Linked DNA regions of Mus musculus: region 2 is linked to region 1. A link is a contact called in public Hi-C data. All regions are on one chromosome and are shown on one strand. The core of a region is the stretch at or near the end of the contact, and the rest is flanking DNA. Distances in the headings are between cores, read along the strand shown. Region 1 has its middle 15 kb from the start of Gm32849. Region 2 overlaps Nav2 (neuron navigator 2).

What was found. A called contact is a pair of places that touch in the nucleus more often than the background predicts.
Region 2: a Hi-C map of liver shows a contact between it and region 1, with 4 times the contacts expected there. The contact joins two enhancer-like sites.

Annotation. Positions count from the first base shown.
Region 1 is chr7:49,024,111-49,028,226 of GRCm38.p6, reverse strand. It overlaps a transcript of Nav2 not described here. Among named protein-coding and RNA genes, the nearest start is that of Gm32849, 15 kb to the left of the region's middle. Within about 2 kb of position 2,041, at least 6 of the 459 cell types and tissues checked have an H3K27ac peak or open chromatin away from gene starts, as enhancers often do. A contact at or near this core is called in liver, where this site is marked.
Region 2 is chr7:49,421,981-49,426,096 of GRCm38.p6, reverse strand. All of the region lies in intron 6 of Nav2 (neuron navigator 2), which reads right to left. Among named protein-coding and RNA genes, the nearest start is that of Gm51447, 14 kb to the left of the region's middle. Within about 2 kb of position 1,971, at least 10 of the 459 cell types and tissues checked have an H3K27ac peak or open chromatin away from gene starts, as enhancers often do. A contact at or near this core is called in liver, where this site is marked.

The DNA.
Region 1 (4,116 bases), core at 792-3,291:
TGACTTCCCTTGGATTTGGTGAGCCTGTCTGCATTTTTTTCTTTCTTCAGGAATGGCTGCCATTTCCCTTATATCTAAATTCCATTTACCAGTAAAGACCTAGCTTAAAAGTATCCCTTTTGTAACTCTGCTGTGAATGATGTCACTGTTGATGAGTCTGATGTGGATTTGTAGTTCTCCTTGAGACTTGCCGCTGTTCTTGTGCTCAACGCTTCATCCTAGATGGCTGCCTCCCAGATATGGGGGTACATCTTATCTGTGCACCAGAGATGCTCAAGTGGCGATAGCACATCTGCCTCAAGAAAGGATGCCACCAGACAGGATCTTGGTATCTAGGCATAGCATGCCATACAAATACTTTAAATATCTTCATTTTGGAATCCTCCTTCAGACCTTCTCGTAACAATATTGAACTAACCACGTTCCAGAGTCTGTGGCTCATTTGGTTAGAGATTCTGCATTTGTCCACTTCTTAGAACTGGAAGTAAGTTTTACCTTCTGCCAGCTCAGCCTTGGGTGAGTCCTGCATGCCAGAAGATGAGTCTTCTTGTTGCTCCCAAATAAATGCCTGTGACATTTCAACCCAAGTGTGCTGGGGAAATGTAATTACTCTCTTCTAACCCCACTCCCAAAGTCAGAAAATAATACTTAGAGGATCGGTAATCTTTATTCAACCCAAATAAAGGGAAAAACAATACCCCTGGCTCCTGAAAGCCATATGCTAGCCACACTGCAGGAAGTAGCTCATTGATATTAATGTGCTTACAGCTTATTACATGAAAATTAATTAAAAATTGAATAAGATCAGAGCCCAAGATTCTGCATGTCTAATTTGCCACCAAAGCATCTCAGAATGAATAGCTGAGATCCTACGAACATTAGTCTATTACATTGTGGGATGTGACTCCTTTTCAGGCCATACCCCCCAAAAGAATGGACTTTCCATGGCTTTAGAAGCCCCTTATCAATATGGCATCTTTGGGGGAGGGTGTACCAGGTCACAATTAGAATGGTACTATCCAGTCACTGTCAGCTCAAGCCTCAGACTCTAGAGAAACACCCAGCTATTTGTAGACCACAAATGGTCCATCATAGGCAAGAAGGAAGTCAAACATTGTCTCTGGCCCCACCTGTCTCTGCAGACTCATGGATGACTCGGGGGTGGAGGGTGTGCAGAGCCTGGCTAGGCAGGCTCAGCTTACTCCTAACTGTCTGCTCCCATACTGGAGACAACAGGAAGATAAAGTCTGGAGCTAAGCAGATGTTGCCAGCAACACTCCATCTTTGAGCTCCTCTCCTAAGACCTGACTTCCACAGATGAGTCTAAGAGCTAACCAAGACAGCCTGGTACAGACCAGACACCCAATTCCTGTTCTTGCCACTTAAAACAAAGTCAAAACTCAAAGTCAAAGGCAAAAAGTTCCAGTCCAAAAATGTAGCAGCTCAATTCATTTCCCCTTACAACGCAGAACATTCTCAAGTCTCTTACCCAATAATATTCTGGGTGGCAAATTCCTCGGAGTAAGGCTGTGTTTCCTCCGTCTCTGTATTCCCTGGACCCTGCTGTGTTCAGCACAGGCCATGAATGTCTACAGAACAAATGAGTGGAAAGATTGGGAAAGTATCCCAGCCACTTCAAGTGTGATAACATAATCCCAGCACTCAGGATCCCAAGGCAGGAGTGTTACAAGTTTGAGGCCACCACCGGCTACAGAGAGAATTTCAGACACGGATAAGCTATCCAAAGAAACAAACATGCCCATCCCCCACCAGCAAGACGCTTTAAAAAACACTTTTCAGCCATTCTGTTGTGCCTTAGAGTCTATTCTTGTCCCCAGACTTTCTCTCCCTCGGCCAACTCCTTCCCCAGAGCCTTGCTCACCTAGCTGACCCTCCAGGCTGAAGAAGTCACTCATTTCTGGGCAGAAGTTATTAGAATACACAAACTCTGGTGCCCTTTCCATTTGAAATGCACTGGAGTGATCAGTTTCAAAACCAAGCTTGTCAACAAATGGAAAATCTTGCCCAATGTGGTCCGAGAGGCAACTGAGCCAAGATCACCCAGTAACTCAAATACAAAATGAGGCAGGATTGTTGTGAAGACTCCACTGTTGGAGGCTGGAGTCTCAGGATGAATTGAGGTCACCAGCCTGACTCTGGCAAATGCACTTTACAGACATGTTTTACTATTTGGGATTCCCCGCACCTATAAATCAGACTCATGAGCCATTGATCTATCCATCTGTTTAGCAAGCACTTATTGAGTTCCTTCTCTGCAGTCATGTACAAACTTGGGAGAGCACGGAAATGAGCCAGAATCAATCCCTGCTCTCAAGAAAATTGCAACCAATGCAAGCATCACTATTATACATCACTGTATATTTTCAGTTACTAGACAGCCTTAGCTCATGTTCCATATTATCTATGGCTACGTTTGGCACAAAATATCACTAAGAGGAGTTAGAGAGGTAGCTCAGTAAGTGTTTGCCGTATAAGCTTGAAGACTGCAATTCCCAGAAGCCATGTTTAAAACTGAGGCATTCTGGGGTCCTTGCCATCCCAGTGCTGGGGAGGTACAAACAGATCACTTGACTCCAAGGCCAGCCAGACTAGCCTACTCAGTGGGCTCTGGGCCAACTGGAGACCCTGTTTCAAGAACTAATCAAGGTGGATGGCTCCTGAGAAATGACACCCCATATACATATGTACACCCACACGAACACAAACCAACATACACACATATATGCACAGGCATAAACATAAAGTATTGCTAAGAGCTAGTTGATGAATGTTCAGACTCTGAATCCCTGCATTCTAAAGGAATTACACCCTGTTTTTCCAGCATTTTCTGTTTGATTCTTTCCCTTTCCTGTTGTATGGAGCAGAAGGGCCTGGAGTTTCACCTGCTGTGGCCTCTTCCTTCTGCCAACCAGAGTGCAGAGGGTAGAGCAAGCAATTGCTGGGCTGACCTCCTTTCTCAGTGGTCCTGACGTGTGCCTCCAACAGGAAAACAAGCCCTGCACACACTCCAGGGAGAGCCAGATTGGAGACTCCTCTGTATCTGACACATTTCTCCACTTACTAATTGTACACGGCGGTTCTCTGCAGAGAGCTTTCGATGAGGCTCACCTGTGATGCCTGGCTTCCAAAGATAATAATCAAGTTGCAAATGGTTGCCAAACGTGGTATGTCAACAAAATTGGCAAGTACTGCAGAGGAGGCAGGGCAGCTTACAGACAAGGCCATGAGGAAGGGGGTGGGGTACTCAAATACCAGCACAGTGTCACCTAGGGCCAATGACCCCAAACCATCAGGACACAGCTTCCTTACTCATGTATCTGCAGCCTTAGGCACATGAATACTTTCTGAACTTCTACTGTGTGTGGACCCCAGTGTGGGGACACTTCTTCTCTCCTTGCTGATCAAGGGTCATCATCCATCATGTCTTCAAAGCATCTATTCCTGGGATTCACACTCAGCTCATTGCCTATTGCTCCTGCTGATAGCCAGGTCACTACTCTCCTCCTGTCTTTCTGTCTCTGCAGTGGACACTCCCCAGTCCAGCAGACACAAATCCCTTTGATGGTTTTGAGTGACCCTTTAAGAAATCCCAGTATCTGTCAATGGTCTGCCAGGCCCACAGGAATCAGCTGCTGCCTCCCCTTCCTGCCTCACCTCTTCCCATTTCTCCCATGGATCTTTATTCCAGCCGACGCTTTTCCAGCAAATGTGTAAACCTCATGAAAGCTGAGAGAAAAGTGTAGTCCTTGTGGTATAAGCTTCATAGCACCTGCTTGTGCTGTGCTTACCCCACTGGTGACTCCTCTGGGTAGCAAGTCCCAGGGACTGTCAACTTCCTAAAAACAGGCACAGTGGGCATCTCATCTTGTTGATCTTGCTAACAAGAAGCACCCATAGACTGAAGGCAGGTGAGCAGTTGTGGCAACTAATTGGTTTCCATCCCTGAACTCAGTGCCAGGACGTTAAAAGGTCTTGGATCAGACACAGGTCCTTTCCAAGCTTAGGAAAGAGCAATAACCTGATGCCCCAGGTGTGTGACTTCTCACTGTCCTTACTTCTACCTTTATGAGCACAGTAGCAGTAACTGTCCTTCTG
Region 2 (4,116 bases), core at 722-3,221, 400 kb before region 1:
TGATTCTCCCATCACAGTCAAGGCAACAGGCTCAGGACACAGAGGGACCTGCATCACCTTACAAAGAATTAGGCAGGCTACGGACGCTGATGCTTGAGCCTGCGTTATCATCCGCAAAGCTCAAAGAGCCTCTAAGCTACAGAAACAGGCATAGGCACTGCTGAAACCCAGCAGGAGCTCCTCGGGATCCCGGTGCACAACATCCTTCAGCATGGCCACTCACACAGGCACAACAGTCACAGACAGGCTTACCAACAATTGAGGCTACCTTCGCCAATACCTTAAAACGGATATTCTTGCTGCGACCCTTCACGTACTGCATCTAGAGGCTGTATCCCTCCCACACCAGGCTGGTGTTCTAAAGAACATCTTATCTGATAGGTTGGTTTCAGCCCTAGAGAGTCTGTCTTCTGCAGAGAAGGGCTCAAGTGCCTTCATGAGATGCCCATCACCAAGTACCAGCTGTGGCTGGACTAGAGGTTCACAGCTCAGTTGCCCCTCTCCCCTCTTGCAACGTGAAGACAGGCCTTCCATGTCCACAGAGGAGTTCATTTCATTTACTCCAAAATAAATTTATCTTTAAATGTAGATGAATACTGTCAAATACACAAGTTAGGAGGAAAAAAATGTTTTTAAAGAATATTAAAATGGAATGAACCTAGCCTTGCAGATCAAACTGCGGTAACCCTGACTAAGAGAGCACCCAGATGCCTAAGTGTATTCCCCTGCTAATGAAGCTTAAAATGAAATAGAACTCATGTACATGGGATGCTCTCTGCCTGACAAACAGGGGCAGGAGAAGCACTGGACTGATGACCTGCAGATCACACGCACAACAGGCACTCATCTCACACCCCAACACAGACTAAACCAAATTCGCATTTTGTCTTCTCATCCGACTCAGTTTCCTTTCCTCCTTCTCATTCTTCCTGCTCCCCAAAGCAAGGACAGCGTTCAGCGAAACCGTAAGCTGGTGTGCTGATTTGGTAGCACGTCCATATTGCAGAAAAGGCAAACCTGGCCACACAACCGTCTTGTTTCCATGAGAAAGGGTGAGCCCAAGCGCCACCATTCATAGCCTTACACACACCCAAGGGCTTTCCTGCCCCCTCTCCCCAGGGCTTTCCCGAATTCTGCAGCAGATAAGAAAATGGCCCCCAAAGACAGCCAGAGAAAACACACCAGACATAATTTTGTTCCCCTTGATGGTTGGCTTTTGTTTAATCCTAGTGTTAAGGACAAAAGCTGGAGTGTGAGGCTTTCATAGTTCTCCCTGGTGTCTGCTCTCCTGGGCAGAAAGAGACTCCAAACTCTTTAAGAGCCACGAGCACAAAGAACTGACTAGGGAAAGCTGAAACCCTCAAAGCACTCCTGGCCTTCTGCTACCATAGACACCACCTTGCGTACCTGCAGCCCAAGTAAGGGGTCAAACCCCAGCTCCTTGTTTTCTATGAGCTCAGCTGGCACAAGAAAGAATGAGAACATTTTAAAATAAAATACAACAATGACTTGAAGACTGGCAAGGTAAAAAAACACAAAACCAAAGTTGGCTTTGAAGTCCCTGGCTGTCAGTGAACCCAGTTATCAAGTGCTGGCTCTGAGAATAAATTTAAATATAGCTGTGATAAAATGGATATAAAATTTTCATGGCTCCCCATTTTTGAGCTCCTGCTGCATGCTGGGCTTGACTTGGGGGGTATGGAACAGGGGGGGGGATGGGTCTCACTACCTATAGTCACCCCTGTAACAGTAAGTCATCAAATTCTCGCTGAGAGTTACAGGGCAATTAGAAAATGGTGTTTCTCGTGACGTGCATCTAAGAACACAAGGCTAAGAAGAGTAAGGGTTTTCCACCTTTACAGCTTGAGGATTATAGGAATCTCAAATATAAACTCAGAAGCCAGAATCGAAAGGGCAAAGTGTATGAAGTCCAGGGTCTATATTTGCATAGCCACCTTGAAAGCTGACCGACTGATAGTCCATCATCAGACCTTGAGAAACAAGCTCTCTTTCACAGTAATCTAGGTGTATGTGTGTGTGAGAGAGACAGAAAAGTAGAAAGGAGACTATGGAGGGGAAGAAAGGGAAGAGAGGGTAATGGGAGATAGTATGATAGGTAACTCGGAAGAAGGGACCAGAAAGAGGTAGACACAGTACAGGAAAAAACAGTGGGGTAGCTGGATGCTAGTACATTGGGGCTGGAGAGGTAGCTTAGCAGGTAAGAGCACTGACTGCTCTTCTAGAAAACCCAGGCTCTATTCCCAGTATCCACAAGGTAGCTCACAACCACCTTTAATTCCAGTCCTAGGTGATCTAATTCCCTTTCCTGGCTTCCTTAGGTACTGCACAAATGTGATATACAGGAACACGTGCAGGCTGAATAACCATACACACAACATAAAAATAAAGCTTTTTAAAAAAAGAATTTGCACTGATCCATACACACACACATACACACAACACACACACACACACAGAGCCCTACCTTACAATGAAGCCCATCTCTTTTTTTTTAGTTTAGTTTATTATTTTAACTATGTGTATATGGGCTTCTGTGTTGGTATGTACACATGTGAATGTGGATTCATGTAAAGTCCGGAAGGTGTTACCTATAGGCAGCACGTAACCAGAGTCACACTTCTGGAAAGTGTCAAGGCTAGAATTCAAGTGTAGTCATCTCTCTTCCGAGTATTTGCCTTGTCTTTAACTGGAGGCCAGAGTCTTCCACAGACATTCGTAGTCCAGCCCCGGGGATGAGTTTGGCTTTGTAGCTGGCCAGGTCTTTTCCTCTTCCAGGGCCTTGTGAGGACTTTGAGTGTGGTAGTTTAACCCAGCCTGATAGATTAGCCTGGTCCATCTGCACACAGAGCTCTGTCTCTAGACAACCTTCTGGAGCATAGTTGAGATGCTACAGTGGCCCCTGGTCCAGCCCGACCCCACCCCACAACCATAATGGATTGCAGCCCAGAGATCACGATATTTTTGCAGCTGCTTCCCAGAAATGACAGTCATCCTCTGCTCTCTCTGTCCAGGGTCACAGTTCCAGAATGACCAACAAGGCTTAACCATCACTATGGCAACCTTGGGCAGATCCACTACAGAGCCTGCAAAAGTGAACCCAGCAGATCTGTTCTTAGATTGACACCCAGATCAACACTAGAAGTTTTTTTTTTAGAGCAACACACTCCTTCCTGGGCTACCGTCCTAGTATTAAGGGAAAGCAGTTGGAATAGCTTCGGACTCCTCCCCAAAGCTGAATGGGTTCTTACTCCTTTGTGCTCAGGACTCAAGCACCTCTGCTATGGCACACATGTGGAACTACACTCCATGTGCCTCTGCAAAGCAGCATCTTAGCCCCTTAGTTCCCACAACCAGCCTGATGCTAGTCCCATCCCAGTCTCTACAGGAGCAAATGAAAGAAAGAGAGGTACCACAATATTCTCCTCTACAGGACTTAGAGTGCCAGGTTCCTTCCATCTACTAGACTCATAACGTCATGTCAGAATCCTGGTGTACAGCCCAACGCAGGTGATTATCTTACAGTCCTGTCTTCTAATCACTGACTCTGACTGTCACCAACCACGAAGTGACACGCTTACAGACACTCTCAATCAATGGACCCAGTATAACACGGACATGACGGAATGCTAGTCGTCAAACCCCATCTCCCGACCAGAAGAACAGAGCAAAGAGATGACACAGCTGACAAAGCCCAGAGGAGGAGGCCCACCAGGAAGGAGAACAGGTCTCACGTGAACAAGGCCCAGTCGCAAGGACAGCTGAGCATGTCGCGTAAGTTACAGTTCTTCAGTGATCTCACGCGTAGAGGATAAAGTGAGGCCGCCGGTTTTAGTCTCAAACCCAAAGGAGTTCTTACTATACCAGGCCATTGATAGTCACTGTAATGTCAATAAAGTAGGCCAGATTTATTTTAAGTTCAGCATCTTAAAACAATTTGTCTCATTTCAACCTTCACCCTTCCCTGCCTCTGTGACTGTAGCAAGTATCAAGCCTTTATTTTATATTATATTATTTTATTTTAGGTACATGTCAGTTTCACCCTTTTAAAGGGGGAATAAATGAGGTTGTAACATGAGCAAAACTAAGAAGAAAATA